Regions from separate parts of the Mus musculus genome. Here region 1 is linked to region 2. A link is a contact called in public HiChIP or PLAC-seq data. All regions are on one chromosome and are shown on one strand. Each heading gives the region's core, a stretch centred on a gene start, on an enhancer-like site or on the middle of the called end of the contact. The rest is flanking DNA. Distances are from core to core; before and after follow the strand shown. Region 1 holds the start of Olfr1367 (olfactory receptor 1367). Region 2 holds the start of Trim27 (tripartite motif-containing 27).

What was found. HiChIP or PLAC-seq counts read pairs in DNA pulled down with a chosen protein or histone mark.
Region 1: an H3K27ac HiChIP or PLAC-seq map of embryonic stem cells shows a contact between it and region 2, with 6 read pairs. The contact joins the promoter of Olfr1367 here to the promoter of Trim27 in region 2. A contact is called at or near these places in 3 of 39 promoter capture datasets (liver and second pharyngeal arch cranial neural crest), 1 of 484 Hi-C or Micro-C datasets (rod photoreceptor), 2 of 115 datasets of contacts at active chromatin or transcription factors (both in embryonic stem cells) and 1 of 9 other capture datasets (liver).

Annotation. Positions count from the first base shown.
Region 1 is chr13:21,345,467-21,350,151 of GRCm38.p6, forward strand. It overlaps Olfr1367 (olfactory receptor 1367), which reads left to right and starts at 1,464. Exons shown (of 1, transcript NM_146533.1): 1 at 1,464-2,414. The coding sequence starts at 1,464. The coding sequence ends at 2,414.
Region 2 is chr13:21,177,030-21,181,810 of GRCm38.p6, forward strand. It overlaps Trim27 (tripartite motif-containing 27), which reads left to right and starts at 2,902. Exons shown (of 8, transcript NM_009054.3): 1 at 2,902-3,885. The coding sequence starts at 3,466.

The DNA.
Region 1 (4,685 bases), core at 214-2,713, 170 kb after region 2:
CATTATGATTAATCGACAGGAAAATGTTCTGCAATCCTCCCATGGTCTTCTATCACACATCACAGGGATTCTAGCAACACCATTCAGGTCTGTCACTTCAAAACCAGGTTTTGTTGATGTAACAAAACAATTAAAACAACTTCCATAGACTCGTCCAGTAAACTGAAACACATTTCTCTTGTCACGATAACTTCACATGTAATTTCTTTGGCTAAAGTTTCTTAGGATTAATCCCAACATGTGGTATCTAAATCTCTATCCTAAACTAGGAAATATCTATGTTAATTTTCAAATATATTATCCTTTTTCCTTCGGCTTATCTTTTAAGTGACTCTAAGCTTTTTATGCACATTGAGCATGTTATAAGAAGAATCCTTTTTTATTTATCATGAAAACCTTCTCAATGGGCAAGTAGAATGTTTTCTTTAACATTTATTTTAGAGACATTTTAGGTTAATAGAAAAGTTGAGCAAAGGTACAGAGATTTCCCATAATCCCCTGCCCTCCCTGCATGTGTAGTTTTTCCTTTTTCCCAACCCACAGGACCGTTGGTTGTGATCGGTGAGCCAATACGGATGGATTGATTACTCCAAATCCAGAATTGACATTGGAATTAACCTTTAACACTGTACATCCTGTCCATTTGGACAAGCTCACCTTGGCATGTGCCCATCATTACAGAGAGCTGGAAGCACAGAAGCGATGGAGTAGTTTCACTGTCCTAAAATTTTGGTGTTACAATAATTCTTTCCTGCAGGTAAACTGTTGTGTTTTCATTACTTCAAACACGTGTGTGCGCTTCATTTATAAGTATTGACACTTTCTAGTCTTTGCTCTTTTCCATTTTATTAAAGGCACATAGTCAAGATTTTTAAAATGTAATACCATGAGCTTGCAGTGGAAAAATAAAAACCAACATTCTTACTTATCTCTCACATTTCCTGATAATTCTCATGCTCTCAGTCACTGGCTCAGTCAGGGGTTTTAACTAGTTAAAGCCACTAGTTTTAACATTTTTACAATGTCATCCTTTTTGGAATGACATTCTGTTGGAATACTGAAGTATATACTTTTCTCAAAATTTTTTTTTTCTACTGACAAGTTGTTCTAACTCTAAGAAGTGAGGAGAAAGGAGCTACCACTTTGCCTGAATCCTGATTTGTTCATGTGTTTCAGATGCCTCAATGAGAAATTTCTCCTTAAAAGGGAGTAAGGAGAGGAAAGCAGGCATTATATAGAACAACTTTGTCCCCAGGAAGAGTTTTCCAGACTTTTGAAATGTTACCTATGAATTATTGTTTTATATCACCATTGATGTGATTTCTATGGATGGCATATACCAGCTCTTTCCCTAGGAAAAAATAAGTGTATTTTTTTCTAGTACCTTCATAATTTTTGCCTAGTTGTAATTTTTTAAAATCATCCTTTTCCTCCTTGATTTTATCAGGCCCCTTTCCTTTGAAATGTCAGTGAATCGCATCAGTGCAGATTTCCCAGAAGATTTCATTCTTATGGGCTTTACCAAGTACCCATGGCTGGATCTCCCTCTCTTCTTTGTCCTCCTGACCTCCTACATGTTCACATTGCTGGGAAACATTGCTATTATTTTGGTTTCTCAGCTCGATTCCCAGCTCCAAAGTCCCATGTATTTCTTCCTTACCAGCCTTTCATTTTTGGATCTCTGTTTTACCACTACGACTGTCCCTCAAATGTTGTTTAACTTACAGGGACCCAACAAGAACATCACTTACATAGGCTGCATGGCCCAGGCCTATGTGTTTCATTGGTTAGGCTGTACTGAATGTGTTCTTCTTGGTATCATGGCCTTAGATCGCTATGTGGCTGTGTGCAAGCCTCTGAGGTACTCTGTCATTATGGACCACAGGCTCTGTCTGCAGCTGTCTGGTGCTGCTTGGCTCACTGGCCTGGCTAACTCACTACTACAGTCTACACTTACCATACAGTTGCCCCTGTGTGGGAATCGGATGCTTGACCACTTCTTCTGTGAGCTGCCTGGGCTTATTAAGATGTCTTGTGGGGACACCACAGTCAATGAGGTTACTTTAGCAGTGGTGGCCACATTCTTCATAATGGGTCCCCTCTCCATGATACTTGTATCATATAGTTACATTGCTCAAACTGTATTTCGAATGCCTTCTGCGGCAGGGAGGCTCAAGGCTTTCAACACTTGCTCATCGCACCTGCTGGTGGTGTCTTTATTTTATGGACCAGGGATCTACATCTACATGCAACCCTCAGAGGATGGCTCCCAAGACCTTATCAAGGTCTTGACTCTGTTTTACTGTGTCATCACTCCCATGGCTAATCCATTCATCTATACTCTGAGGAACAAAGATGTCATAGGAGCTTTGAAGAGACTTCTGAGGAAGGCCATTTCAACTAAGGGGATATGAAAAGTGTTTCTTTATTCTTAATTGGAAAGGTCCAACAATAATGTGAAACATCAATCTGTTTTGTCTGAAGGAGGGAACTGTTGACCTAAAATTTGTGATCTCATACTGCAGCTTCTAGAGTGCTTGGATTACAGGTGTATATCACCACACCCAACTTAAATTTTTACATCAAAGCCACCCTCACACCTCCAGTGCCAGGGATGGGTTACATCTCAATGAGTTGTTGACCAAAGGGGTCCCTAGACTGACTCAAACACCACAAGTAATTGTTAAGGCTATTGGTTATCCTTGGTAAGGCCCTGTTAGTGATGATGTCACTTAAGTATATCATAGAGCATGAAAAATTGATCTGGCACCAAACTAGAAGCTTCACTGTTAGAAGGTCCTAGACACACTACAGGAGGAGAAAAGTAATCAATGTCACCAGGCTATAAAACCTGCAATCTACAGCAGCAACGACCTGTAAAAGTACACTGGTGCAGTAGTGGCACTAATAGGAGTAACCAACTATTTTTTTTTTTTAAATTAGATTTAAGGCCTTGCTCCATGATGGAGCCCACACCTGACACTATTAATGAGATCAAGAATCTGCTACTGGATAGATCATAGGCTTAAGAGAAAACCTACCACTATTACTATGCTGAGTGAACACAGCATTACAGGGGTATCAATAACATAGTGCTATGCCCATTTGCTCAACTCTCATCAGAGAAGCTTCTTCTTGCAGTAATTAACACAGAGACTCACAACTGAACAATGTGCAGAGGATGTCTTTGGGACCTGACAGATACCACAGTCCAGTCAGTGTTACACAGCCACACTGCTATTGCAGAGTGAAGATATAGAGAGAGGTGCTTTGAAGGGATGGAGAGGAACTATTTGCCTTTTTAAATTCTACAGGGAGCAATATTCCTGCAATTAAAAAAATGGCTTTGTGGGTGTGTGGTTAATGTGGTCAGCAGATGCAGTCAGGTAAATGAGCAGATCTAATGAGGGAGCAGGGAACCTACTGAAAGTCCCAGCCAGAGCCCTTAGTTGGTTCCACCTCTGGGAACCCTCCCAGCCCCTTGATGACAGCTGTTTGCCCATCTTAATAAAGTTTGTTCTTTCTGCTCTTTTATCTCCATGGCCTTTGCCTCTTGTGTCTCCTGCATCTTCTTCTGTTACTTCACTGTCCAGTCTCCTTTGCTTTCTTTGGGTGCATCTTTCTAGGATGCACAATTCTTTGTCCACCCCACAGAACATACGGCATAATGAAACCCACTATCTATTCTAACCTGAAACATGAATCTTAAAGCTAAATATTGTCTTTTAAAATTTCACTATCATGCCAGATTTGGTGGCTCACAGATGGAATCCCAATGCTTTACCAATCAAAATCAACTGGGGACAGGGTTCCCTCAGTTTCTTATGTGTAGATTCTTGTGCAATTTTGGGGACCAGATTAAAAGAATACAAGCAGCATTAGACCAAATCCACAACAGCCTGTGTCTTCCAACCTCAAGATCTGGATCACAGGTGTGCCCTCCATTTCTGGATTGTAGTTCAGTCCAGAGAAAAAGTCCAAAGCCATTCCTGTTCAACTGCAAATCAAACAATAAGCTTAGCTGGGTGAGATCTTGCCCTGAGATCATCACTCCCTTAATCTGTTTATCTCCTTGATCACAGGACTCCGCTTCATTCACTTCCTGGTGTCTCTTTATTACTTGAACCATACATTTTGTATTTTTTTTTTCTTTTTCAGCTTGCTGTGCTTGATCAAAACACTCTTTTTGAGAGTAAACCAGAGGACAAAGTCTATGCTAGGCGTTTCAGAGCTGTCCTTTGTCAATGCAATTAATCTGAATTTCTTCAACATAACCTTAGGCAGACTTTTCAGACAAGAGCAAAAAAAAAAGCCGTATTCTTCACAAAAGTATCATAAAAACAGTCTTTAGGCTACATACTAACATTTTTCTCCTCTGAAACCTCTTGAGCCAGGCCCCTACAGTTCAAATCACCCTTAACACCAATGTCTTTCATATTCCTATTAGGATGGCCTATCAAGCCCCACTTATAGCATTCCACCACTTTCCAAATCCAAAATTCCCAAATCCACATCTCTCCAAACAAAAATGTGGTCAGGCCCATCACAACAATACCCTGGTCCTGGAGGTCCCAAGATGTTCAAGATGCCCAAGCTTTGGGATATCTCCTGAGTAAAGCAGCCAACAGGTAGTGAAACCAGCCCAAGAGAACAAAGTTTCTTGCTGCTGAATACCAAATCTGCCA
Region 2 (4,781 bases), core at 1,652-4,151:
TTCAAACTGGCCTTAAACTCGTGCCCAAGTTGGTTTCAAAATTTTGATATTTGATTGATTTGATATTTGACCTCCTGTGCAGGTCAGGTTTGAGTTGATGAGTGTATTTATGTGTCCCTGTGTGTATATACACATGTGTGTTTATATATGATATAATTTTTGTTTTGTTTTTTATTTTTTGTTTTTCGAGACAGGGTTTCTCTGTGTAGCCCTGGCTGTTCTGGAACTCATTTTGTAGACCAGGCTGACCTCAAACTCAGAAATCAGCCTGCCTTTGCCTCCCAAGTGCTGGGATTAAAGACGTGTGCCACCACGCCCGGCTGTGTTTCATTTTTTTTAAAACTTGGTCTTCACTTACAAGAGGATTAATGGAGTGCGCCACCACGCCTGGTGATTTGACCAATTATTGATTGAGATCTTTAAAGTTTTGTTTTCTTGTATTGAGCTCTGGGTTGTATGGATGTTAACTTTTTTTAAGTCTTTCATATATTAAGGATACTCATCCCCTATCAGATGACTAAACAATTCAGAATTCTTATTTTGTTCCCATAAGTGTATAAAGGTTAGCAACTATACTAGGTATTGTTACCATATGTGGTTTTCCCTGGTGTCATTCTCCACCAGCCCACCAGGATAAAGTGGGCAGAGCCGATGAACAGGGTTTCAAAAGGCTTGTGAATACAAACGGAAATGACAGTCCAGCATCAGATCAACTTTATTCAGGGGAACCAAGGGCTCTCTATCGTTGCAGAAGGAAGTAGGGATCTCCAGGGTGGACAAAGGTCACTGGCTGAAGGCTAGGTAGAGATGCCTCATTAGCCTAGGGAGGCATTCCAGGAATCTCAGGTGCTTGCTGGACAGGTTTTTACGTGGAGGAAGGAGAACCTGTAATCTCACCACTGCTACGTGCAGTTCTTCAGGTAGATGGTAAGGGGGAGGAGGGCATTTCTAAGCTCTCCAGACAAGGTCAGAGAAGAAGAAGCCCTGCTGACAAAGGGAGTCCACCATTTTGTACCAAGCTCAGTGGTTTTTGGTAATGTCAGATATCAACCTTAGCAGCAGGGTTTCTCTGACAACTATAGTTGATTAAAAAAAAATTCATAGCAGCAATTTCATTCATCTAACTACTGAATCATTTCCAAGTCATTTGCAAACAGATAAGGTATTGCAATAATTTAGGCCAAGGTGGAGGAACAAACACAAAAACTGCGTGGATGGGTCTGAGACGAGCACTTGCCTAGCTTAACGTCCTGGGTTCGAGCTCTAACACTGAAAACACTGGAAATGAGTAGGCAACTCAGCCATAAAGCTCATGACAAGCCTACTAAATTAGTGGAGAAAGAGAAAACAGTTATCGCTTGAGAAAGGAGGGAGCCTGTAGCAATCCTGGAAGGGGGAGCGCTTCCTTTCCCCTACTTCCTCCACCTTGCCCTACTTACCTGGCTTGTCCAGGCCATCTGCCTTGAGGTTAGGAAAGCAGAGACCGCATGAGCCCTGGATGACAAAGCTAAAATCCAGAGCCGCACTGATGACCTAAGAACACATATCTGCCACCTGCATTTTTCATAGTTCTACACCGGCTTGCAAAACTGAATTCTTCCTTCTGGAGTAAGACTGGCACTTTCAATTCCTTTCAACTTCAGTTTTGTAGCAGAGTAGACTACAGTGTAGCCTAGGACAAATATTCTACCATTTACTGGAAGTGTGCTGAGTTGTTTTGAGCCTGGAGTTTCAAAGAGCAGGTGGGGAGAATGGAGGTTTGGATGAGCGAGACTTGTTAAGTACCTCGGATTTCTTGTCCCATAGGGAAGAATCAAGCAGAATCCAGTGAAGTGATGGCCTGGATACAGAAATTCCCTGTTGCTCAAACACAAGGGCAGGCACGGAGTCAATCCCAAAGGAGAGTAGGAAAGGCCATGGCATAAGTGACAGCGCACAGAACTGAAAACCTATTCTGTGATAAGAAACCAGGCTACAAGACCTCCTCCGGTCATCACAGGACTCTCGATTGGGCAGAAACAAGCAAGTTTTAGGTTCTACTCAATGTCATTCGATGTACTGGGTGCTTCATTTAAACTAGCGGATAAAGATCTTTATGCTCAAGCTGTGGTTTGTTTGTTTGTTTGTTTGTTTGTTTAAAAAGGTGTAACTCCTTGATGGGGAAAATTCCTGAAAGCAATAGGGTATGGGAGCTCAAGGAGGGCACTGAACTAGATTGCTGGGAGTAAGAACTTATTAGAAGAGTTATTAACGTCATGGGCAGAAGGACAACACTACAGTGGACAATCAGAATTTTTGGCCCCAGCGCCGCAGGGCCCAGGCTGGAGGTGAGGGGTGGGGGTGGGGGTGGGGGTGGGGGAGTGTTCTGAGAATGAGGCCCACGTGGCAGAATCCGGGTTGTTTCTTCGAGGGTCTCATAGGAACCCACAGCCACGTAGGTTCCTCAGCAGGTGGCAGGGAAGACGAGAGAGAAGTGTGTCGCCAGGCAGCCCTTTGACACGTCGGGTCTGGCTACTCACTTGAGGAAGTGAGACACTGGGCACCTGAGGAGCCTGAGAAGAAGTTAGGGACTCACAAGCGGGCTCTCGGTGGGGTGGCTCCCTAGTAACGGTAGAGCTAGGGAGATGGGGGAGGACTTCATGGTCTGGTCAGCACTCTGGTCGGGATTCGATCGGTCCCCATTTCACACGAGAAGAAAATGAGGCTCGGAACGATAAACCGATTTACTTTAGGGTGGAGATAGAACTGGGCTTCTCCGTTTCTGCCCCTGAGAAAAGTTGCTGATGATTAAACCCTTTTCTAGCGATTGTTAACGCCTGGAGCTGGGTGTGTCACACTGGGAGGGGCCTAGCTGGTCTCCCCGCCCAGCTTTCCGGCATTTATGCAAAGCCATCTTACTTTTAAAGGAGCCGAGGCCTAGCCACTAAGAGGAAACTCAGCAGAAGACTACGGGCCCACAGACGCTTGGAGTGACCCGACGCCACTGCCAGGGGACACTCTGCTCCCACTGCACGCGACAGCCACGACCGACTCCCGGGCTGGGTGCCGGGGACCCAGGACTGTGCAGAGGAAACCCGCTTTCCCGCCCCGAGAGAGCAGAGCGGCGCGGGAAGCCAGGCCCCGCCCCCGGCCCACCTCTTCCGCTCGGCCCTGAGGAGTCTGCGCGGCCGCGGGACCCCTTCCGACGCGGCCACGTTGCCCGGTGAGCCAGCCCGCGGCGCCCGGTTCCCGACTCCCCTCGGCTCGGCTCTCAGCCGGGCTCCGGGGCCCAGGCCTCCTCCCCGTGCTGTCGGTGAGGAGCAGCTGTGCGGGGACGGGTCTGGCCGCCCGAGAGCTCCGCGCGCGTCTGCGATCCCCGCGCCGGAGGCCCCGCCCCGCTCCGGAGCCGAGAAGCGGAGCGAGCGCGCTGAGCTCCGACAGAGCTCGGCTCCGGGCTCATGCCCTGCGGCCCAGCCGGCCCGCGCCATGGCCTCCGGGAGCGTGGCCGAGTGCCTGCAGCAGGAGACCACCTGCCCCGTGTGCCTTCAGTACTTCGTGGAGCCTATGATGCTCGACTGCGGCCACAACATCTGTTGCGCGTGCCTGGCCCGCTGCTGGGGTGCCGCGGAGACTAACGTGTCGTGTCCGCAGTGCCGGGAGACCTTCCCGCAGCGCCACATGCGACCCAACCGGCACCTGGCCAACGTGACCCAGCTGGTGAAGCAGCTGCGCACCGAGCGGCCGTCGGGGCCCGGCGGCGAGATGGGCGTGTGCGAGAAGCACCGGGAGCCTCTGAAGCTGTACTGCGAGCAGGACCAGATGCCCATCTGCGTGGTGTGCGACCGCTCGCGCGAGCACCGCGGCCACAGCGTGCTGCCCCTGGAGGAGGCGGTGGAGGGCTTCAAGGTAGGGCCGGGCCGGCGGACAAAGGGGCGAGCCGGGGGCTTCCTGGTTTGATACCGAGAAAATGGCGAGCCGGACGTGGGGCCCACCGCCGTCATTTCCTCCCTGTCGGCTGCGGAGCCTCCGCACTCAGACTGGGAAGGAGAACCTGTAGCTGGCGAGGCCAGGAGCACCCCCACCCCCACCCCGAGCGCCCCTGCTAACCGCCTCTACGCGTGCCGCGACTGGGACGGCGCGAGGAGACCCTCCCTTGACAAAGGAGATGCACATGGAGCCAAGTACACTTCCATAGGCCTTGAACGCCTCGAACTCGCTCTGACCCAGGATACCAAGCCAGACAGTCACTGTTGGCTGGCTGAATTCACATCGAGCAGTGCCCATCACTTAATCTGTGTCCCCAGCACTTCCCTGTAAACCTGTTTTAGAACTGAATGGAAATGAACAGAGCTTTTTACTGCTTAAGTAAATCATTTAGCCACTCTCAGACTCGGGAGATGGCTTATTGTGAAGGGGAAGTGAACTCACAGGACCTTTGTGGAGTGTTGAATAAACACTGGCACAGCTACACAGTAGTACGAAAACGTTACATATAAAGTAGCTCTGAAGTGATAATGATCTTGAGGGCTGCAGGGATCTATACCAACAGAGTTATATATTTGTTTAAGTGTGAGTTCATCCAAATGTCAGTCACGTTTACAAAGCTGTCACCTGTATCATTTCACTCGCTGGAGATAAGTTGTAATTTAGTAATGTTTACTGATTCTTTGAGGAAAATAAATCTTTTTTTTTTTTCTGTATTCATCTGAGAAATAGCTTACCTTTTGAGCCTCCTTACCCAGATGTCTTGTAACCGCTTCTAGGAACTGGTAGGTGGCTAGAGTTTAAATAACAAATTGCTA